2 separate regions of the Mus musculus genome follow, and region 2 is linked to region 1. A link is a contact called in public Hi-C data. All regions are on one chromosome and are shown on one strand. The core of a region is the stretch at or near the end of the contact, and the rest is flanking DNA. Distances in the headings are between cores, read along the strand shown. Region 1 overlaps Tmem178b (transmembrane protein 178B). Region 2 holds the start of Agk (acylglycerol kinase).

Region 1 (4,140 bases), core at 1,506-4,005:
TGCTTTGGGCCTGTGAGGAGGCAGGGCATCCTCGTGGAGTGTGTGATAAAGGCAGCAGCCCATTTCATGGTGGCTAGAAAACAGAGAAACAGGAAGGGGACAGGGTTTTAATACCCCATTCAGACTAAAGCTATGGCATCAAGTATGGTTGGTTGAGCCAAGTGTTCTGTAACAAGGTGTCTTAATGATTTTTCTATTGCTATGACAAAGCACTTTGACCAAGGCAACTTATAAAAGAAAAGATTTCATTGAGCTTATGGTCTCAGAGTGTTGGGGTCCAAGACGGTGGAGCAAAGGTGTGATGGCAGGAATAACTGAGAGTTCACATCTTGGACCCCAACCAGGAGGCAGAGAAGGGCACACTGGTAATGGCACCGGTCATTTGAAACCTTAAAGCCCACCCCAGTGGCACACTTTCTCTAACAATGCCACACCTCCTGATCCTTGTTCTATCCACTGGGGACCAAGTATGCAAACATTGGAGCCTCTGGGAACCATTCTCATTCAAACCCCTTTACAAGGCATGACTGGGAATTATTGATTCTACGCTGTTAGAACTTCTGATTAAGTGGTCATTTTCTCCCTTAAAGCGCTAACACTGTACTCTCTATAAGTGCAAAGACTGATGCTGGCAAGGATGAGAGATGCCAACTTTTTTTTTTTTTTTAAATAACTAGATTGGAGAAGACAGCATGCTGGACTTAGTGGCTAGAGACACAGGACAACTGGTTAGCCTCCCAAGATGTTCCTGAGTCAATCTGGTGCTCTTGTCAGCATGTGGTTGTGGTATTTTAGTTTACATAAATTTATAGAAACCCCAAAATACTCATATTCTTATATAAACACAAGCATGCCCAACCAAATAGAAGTTACTTTTAGCCTTTCTGGAGCCTGTCTGTAGATTTAAGTATGTAGCATATATAACAGTAGGCTGATTTTGTGTGCTTTATAAACCAGCACTAAAATTGTTCCCCAAGAAGAATTCTAAATTTTTTTGAACAATGGAATAATTATAATATAGGCCTCAGATTTAATGTGCTTAAATGTCCCTGGGGAACACTCCACTGAATGCATGCATTCTGGCCTTTTTTAAAAAAGCAAACAGATGTCTTTATGGACTCTGTCTGCTTTATATGTTGCTATTCTTTTACTGCAGACTTCTTAAGGACCTCTGGATAGGAAAAAATTAATTTCTAAAGCCTTTATTGAATTCTATCCCAAGTTATTAAAATAACTCTGGGAGATAGAGGTTCTGGGATATTAGGTAACTCATCAATTTCTAAATCTGTCACCTACAAATTTGGGCAAAAATATTTTGGCTCTTTTTAACCTAATTTGGATTTGGCATAATTACACTAAATCTGTTGCCTGTTGTCTAATTCTTAATTAATTAGTTAATGAATGACAATAAAATATTTCATGCAGTCTTTGTTTTTCTGTTTAACCTTTGAAAATTAGAATAATGGAGTTTTACCTCTCTTGTGTCTCTGTTTTGGTCAGTGTTGACATGGTAACATTCATTTCTTCAGAGACAGGCCTCGCTGTGGAGTAAAGAGCCTTAGGTGGAATGGTTGAAGGATCAACTCTTGTTTTCTCTGGTGCGGTGGAGATGCTTCTGAGACTCGGGGGGCGGGGGAGGGGGGAGTCTGAGGCTTACTGGCTATTCCTTGGTGTTTCTGGTGGCTTGGGAGCTGCCGTCAGGGTCATAGTCCAGAAACACATCTTATGCTGCCTTAGTGGTCCTTCAACTTTATTTGATGGCAACAAAGAAAACAGAATGGTAGATCCTGGTGGGTTATGATCAGTTATGAAACAGATACATACACACATATACACATAAGTATGTATGTGAATACTTACTTATGTTTGCATACATACTCGTGTGTGTGCATGTGCACAGTGTTTCCCTTAAAATATGCTCTATTTCAAGGGAGCAAACATCTTCTTTGGGTTGGGATTTTGTTTTTAATGTCTCTATTGTAAAAAGAAAAAAAAATCACTTCATCATTGTGTCGAATTGGCCAGGAAAATGAACAATCTGACCCAGGGCGTTCTTTCTCAGCCTTGCCATCACCCTGTCTTTGTTCCTCTTCCAGTTCCTGGACTGTGTGTGTGTGTGTGTGTGTGTGTGTGTGCACGCATGTGTGTGTCTCCATTCTATGCTAACTTCTATGGCAGAGAGGGTTTAAATCTTTTTTAGTGGGTTTGATGGGGATGTTTGAGGTGAGAATCAGTGAAAAAGAGGAGGGCGGTGGGAGAGTAATTGCTACTTGATGGCAGAACAGGCACCGTAAAGAGGTTAGCAACCCTTTTTTTTATTGCCTGCAATGCAGAGGTTTTGTAATTAGTAGTTTCATTAGAGAGTGTGAACGACTATTAAATGGTTCAGCCAAACAAAGCATTCATTGTATTGGAAAATTTACTGTAATCAGATAGAAAAAGTACTGGTTTTGTAAATCATTTGTCAGGATGGGGAGAGGTTCCCCGTTTGGAACCCTTTTCTTATTAAAAAAAAAGTCCCTCTTCTGGCTTTAAATGTCTAGATCATGGTAGTTTGGAGGAACCGCTGGCCTCTCCCAGGGAGGATCTACTGCATGGCTTCCCCTGTCTAGTAGCCCGAGGCACGTTTTTTTCCATTGATGGAGACTGGCAGTCCGCAGGTTTTGGGGGGTTGGGACAGTTGTGCTTGGCAGTGGTCCTGCCGCTACAGATTTCACTCTGTAACTCTCCTACACTGCTGCTATAAGGCCAACAGGAACGTGCTAGCTTCTAAGCATATGCAAGTTTCCTGGCGTAGAGAATGCTTATGGGGCTTTGCCCACACACCAACTGTCTCTGTTTAGGAGTAGCTGTCCCTATTTTTTAACCATATTCACACTTTGTCGATCTGGAGGGGTACAGTGTATTTTAATCGCGCCCTGAGGCGGCTTTGTGGCTAGGTTAATTATAACCTTCTCTTATATTTGCACAATGTTTTTCAGGCTTAACAGTTTCCCACTTACCACAGATCTTTTGATTTCTCAGGCTTCCTTGATGTAGGCAGGGCATCTCTGTTTCACAGAGGGAAAGGTTGATGCTTACTGAACTAAATCCAGTTGTCCAGTTAGGTAGCTAAGGTATAGGCAGCCAGGTTTCAAGAGGTCCCTGTCTGGGCACCTCTCCATCACAGGTTACCAATTTTACTGTTCTCCCAGGTCCATTGTTCTGGCTAGTTCTTTGTCAACTTGATACAAGATACAGGCATCTGGGATGAGGAACCTCAATTAGGAAATTGTCTATGAGATTGCCTATAGGCAAGTTGTGTGTGTGTGTGTGTGTGTGTGTGTGTGTGTGTGTGTAATATTTTCTTGATTAATGGTTGATGTAAGAGGGCCCAGTGGGTGTGGTGCTGCCTGGTAATAGATCGTCCTGAGTGGTAGAAAAAGGTGGGCTGAGCAAGCCACTGAGAGCAAGCTAGGAAGCTGCATTCCTCTGTAACCTCTGCTTCACTTTCTACCTTGGGCTCCTGCCCTGACTTCCCTGGAGGATGGACGACCAGCTGTAAGATGAAATAAACTCTTCCTCCCCAAGCTGCTTTTGGCCATGGTCTTTAACACAACAGCAATACACCAGAGCAATACAAAGCAAAACTAAGATACCCATGCTCCAAGAGCCTCTCTCATACCTTCATGTGGGTCCCAAGAGCCACAACCAGTCCTTAGACTTGGTGGCAAGCGCTGTCACCTACTGAGCCACCTTGTTGGCTCATTTGGGATTTTCTCTACTGCTGGTTTCTATTGTTTTCTCTGCATCCAGTTTTCTATCAAATCTGGAGGGAAAAAAAGATTGCCCCCACCCCCAGGATGTCAGTTCACCTCTCGTGTGACCTTCCACAGGCAGAAGCCAATCTAGGCCTGCTGAGTCACAGCTGGGGTGTAGACTGTGGGGGCAGAAAACGAGAAGTGCCCTTGGTCTTGGACTCTGACAGACAGACTGAGGCTGTTAAGCATCCCCGGTGGACTGTATCTTCTTTGATACAAAATTAAAATCTAGGTGCTTTCTGGTTTCCCAGTGTCAGTTTCCATTTCTTCTTATACTTTCTTGCAATTAGAATAAGGCACCTAATGCTTTAAAACCTACTGTGATGTATGTGTATGCCTG
Region 2 (4,092 bases), core at 27-2,526, 420 kb after region 1:
CGGGAATAGAAACCCTGACTAAGACAAATGGGCTCATGGCTTTATTTTATTTTCTGATTCATAAGTGTCCAACTAACCTATTCTACGGTGGAACGTGTCATTCAGGGCAACTTGAATCTGTGTTCCAAAACCATTGCCATTCATACTTGGCTCAGAATACATTTATTTCCTGTTTCCTAGGGAGACAGCAGTGAAGAAATGTCTATTTTCTCCAGATAGTGACAGGAACAGACCCCGAAGAAATGATTCCACTAAAGTCTAGATTTGTGGATCCATGAATTTGATTGGGGTAGTGAGGAATTACCTATAGGAACATGAGCAACTTAGAGGAGGCAATACCAGTGAAGAAGTTCCCTCAACACTCCTCAGCCCCTCTGGCCCAGTAACCTTTAATTGCTTGTACATCTTGTGGAAGATGGGAGTCCCTAGAGATCAAATATTAGTGGATCCAGTCTTGGGACATCTCAGGCGAGTTCCCATTTGAAGATGTTCCTACTGAAAAACTGTTCCCATTTAAGACAGCAATGTTGTGCCCTCAGGGCAGACTTCTAAGAGTCCTCTTTGCAGCAAAATCTGTTTTATTTTGTTGACATCTTCCTCGCAGTGAAAGGTGGCAAGATAAAAAGTTTTTGTAACTGCCTTGGTGTAAGGCAGCTAACAGGAAGCTTCTCTGCACCTGCCCTTCATCTTCAGCCCAGCGATCTTTATATTTTAACAAGACACATTTTTCTGTTGTCCAACACCCCTGTGGGCTCTCCTGCTGCATGGCTCCCTTTTCTCATAGCTCTTTCTGCCTCCAGCACACAGGCCTAAGGGTTCTGTGATTTTGTGCCTGATTTCCCCAGCCTCAGCCCCACTCCCACCCCACCCTGCTCTTCCGTGCATCCAGACCTGATCATCATCTTCCTGCTCTCTGGAGCTCAAACTTCCGCTCGTTAATTTAACACAGTGCCTCCTCATCTCCCGCCCTGTCGCTGGGTTTTGTTTTATTTTGTTTCATTTACCACTATGCCTTAGCCATTTAATTACTTTCTGATTTAGTTCCAAATCGTAAAACTGTTCTTATTATGTATTGTGAACTTTCCAGAAACGACTGGCTGGCGACAGATGGATAGATGAAAGATTGAATGAACAAGTAATGTGAGAGAAAGGGAAGGGAGGGCGGTGGCTGCTGCGAGCCCATCCCTAGGTCACGGGAGGGCTCGCCCCCGCCTGGCTCGCGCTGCTCCGCGTCGGAACCCGAGAGCAGAGGGAGCGGTTTCCCTGAAAAGAGAGGGAGAGTTTTGTGAGAGCACACAGGAAAGGCCGGGCGCTGAGCGGCGGGCAGCGGTGAGTTCGGGGAGCAAGCTAGGGCCGCGGGATGTGTGTTGTCAGGGTGTGGAGCGCAGCCGCTGGTGGCTGCGTTGAGCAGAGCGTCCGGGGAACCCGCCTGGCGTCCGGGGATCGGCCACGCGGTTGCTGACTGCGGTGGGGCGGGAGGAGGGGAGATTGGGCCGGGCCAGCATGGCGTGCACGCCCGTTGTCCCTGCGAGTCAGGTGTGCCGGTTCGAGTCCCAGAGCCGTCCCTAACCTGTGAACCCCTCAGCTACTTCCCACCTTGGGCTGTGGGGTACTCCGGAACAAAAAAACGGGGCCAGTAATATTTGAACCCTAAAGGGTGGGTCGGTTCATTCGTTCTATTTATTAGGTTCTGCAGATGTGGATGACTAGAATCTGTTCTAAAAAGCTCTTTAGTGAGAAAACCCCTACTTTTCTTGTCAGAAGAGGGTCAGAATTTGAGAGTTTTTGGGTTTGGGGAAAGCCTGTTTGGAAGGCAAAGATATGTTAATTTAGGCATAAAATTTGAGATTTTTAACTGACATTAGTGAGAATGAAAATTTTGGCTACTGAGAAGGGAATATACACTGAATGTATTACAGATTGTGAAGACAAATACAGATTTTATTCACAACTGCTTCACTGCAAAAATTAATGGTGTTTCCCTTTTTCTCTAGGGAAAATGTTAATTGACTTATCCAGGGTCTCACCATCTGTAAACGACAAAGCTAGGATTTCGTTAAGCACCTTGGCCAGTCCTCTTTGCACACTAGGCTGCCTGCATATTTCCCTCATCTTTTAATAATATAGAAAGCATTTAAGACAGGGTGGGCGTGGCTTTTTAAAAAGACAGTCCACTCAGAGTGTTGTCGACTGTCCGATATTCGTTCCATGCCCCTCTCTACTTGGGTGATGTTCCAGCCTTCCAGCAGGTGGAACAGTCTAGAGTCTCCTTAACTGCACACTGTTTCCCCACAAACCTACAATGTAAATCCAAAGCCTTGAAATCACTTAACAATCCGTTGCCCAAGCACAAAACCTGGCTCCGTTTCCTCGTCCTTCACCTCTTGCAATCAGTTGATCATCAAGCCCTGCCCATTTCTATTTCATAAAGACCTCCAAATCATTTGTTGACTCTTGTCTAGAATTTGTGGCAGTCACCCCTCGAATGGCTCCTTTTAGATTTACTTTCAGGTTCTGGCAGTCTGTTTTATATTCTGCACCTCAAATGTGATTGTTATTCATCTGCTAAAAAAAAAAAATCTCAAGTTTTAAACATAATATTGTTTTAAACATAATATCCAAAGACCTTAGTGCGGATTCAAAGCCTTTTCAAATCTTCCCCCTCCCCATGACCCCATCGTTCATCTTAAAACATTGATTTTTAATGTCTGGTGTGTTTGCAACCTCCATTGCAATTATGTTAGTAACTGCTAACTAAAAATCATATGACTACTCAGTTCAGGAACAAAGTAGGCTTTTGGGGAAGGAAGATGATGACCAAGAATATATATTTACAACAAATTTTGTGCATTTTAAATAAGGTTTAATAAAGACAGTAAGGGCTGGGAGTCACTGTTGTAGATGCTATCCTGTATGTATAATATCGATGGTGTTTAGGGCATGGTCATCCCCAAGTCGTACATTGGCAGTTGGGGAAACAGTAGAAGCAGGAAGTTGTTGCTAACCTGAAGCAGACTTCCTGTATAAGGCTCTTGTGTTAGAGCTACCTGTCAGATGCTTGTAGGAAAAGAAATAGTACTTTTATTTCTTAAGATGAAGGGACACAGAAGAACCCAAACAAACAGACCTTGCTGGTCTTTTAAGTCATAGCACCTTGTTCAGTCATGTTTCTGTAGAACTTACTGCTTTTCATCAAATTGACCACACACACAGGGATTTATTTCTGAAGGTTCTGTGTCATGAAAGCTCACATTGAATAGATGTATATGCTTTTTCCTTGTTAATATGTCTTTTGTTATAAGATTCTTAGTTTTAGTAATGGTTGAGAAGAGAAATTACTTCAGTCTACTACTTACCTGTGTTTTTCAAATCACACACACACACACACACACACACACACTGCCTTTGTATACTTATTAGTTCAGGTCGTTATAACTGGGATAGCTTAAATAACAAAGATTACTTTTTACAATGTGCAAACTGGAAGTATGAACCCACAATGGTTGTTGGCACTGGGCATGGTACCCTCTTCCTAGTTTGCAAATGGCTGTCTCATTGCTGTGTTTTCAGATGGTTTGGAGGTGGAAGGGATGTGAGGCTGTCTTCTTAGAGGGGTACTAGTCCATTCATGAGGACAGCATCCTTAGGACCCCATTATTTCTACATCCTAATACCATTTCAGTGGGAATAGGTATTCAGGCCATAGCATATACCTAACTCCTTTACTCTGACTTCTGACCTGCAGGACTCTGGCTCCTTCAGCTCCATCCCAGTTAGGCCTGTTTTTCTGAACTCAGGGTAGATCCTGTTCTCATTCCCCAACATGTATCTTATGGTGTTGCAGCTTTGCCTGTATGGTTGTATTGCAGTTAGGGATTTAAGATTTCTGAGCATTTGAGAGTGGGACTTACTCTTCTCTGCCCTAGCCCTTAACATAGAGTAGGTATTCATTAAAGGCCTCTTGAATGAATAAGTGATTAGGATCAGATGAGAGAGGTCAATTATGTGGACCTTTGGGAATTTTCTTTTTCTTTTTCTTTTGTATCAGCCTAGATGGCTTCATTGATGTTTGCAGTGTGGCTTTTTCTTCCT

The links. A called contact is a pair of places that touch in the nucleus more often than the background predicts.
Region 2: a contact with region 1 is called in a Hi-C map of forebrain, with 3 times the contacts expected there. The contact joins the promoter of Agk here to the enhancer-like site in region 1. A contact is called at or near these places in 6 of 39 promoter capture datasets (the 3T3-L1 cell line, cranial neural crest, embryonic stem cells and 2 more), 1 of 484 Hi-C or Micro-C datasets (forebrain), 3 of 115 datasets of contacts at active chromatin or transcription factors (embryonic basal ganglia and embryonic stem cells) and 1 of 9 other capture datasets (embryonic stem cells).

What each region holds. Positions count from the first base shown.
Region 1 is chr6:39,901,291-39,905,430 of GRCm38.p6, forward strand. All of the region lies in intron 1 of Tmem178b (transmembrane protein 178B), which reads left to right. Among named protein-coding and RNA genes, the nearest start is that of Tmem178b, 32 kb to the left of the region's middle. Within about 2 kb of position 2,756, at least 25 of the 459 cell types and tissues checked have an H3K27ac peak or open chromatin away from gene starts, as enhancers often do. A contact at or near this core is called in forebrain, where this site is marked.
Region 2 is chr6:40,324,202-40,328,293 of GRCm38.p6, forward strand. Agk (acylglycerol kinase) reads left to right here and starts at 1,277. Exons shown (of 16, transcript NM_023538.2): 1 at 1,277-1,329.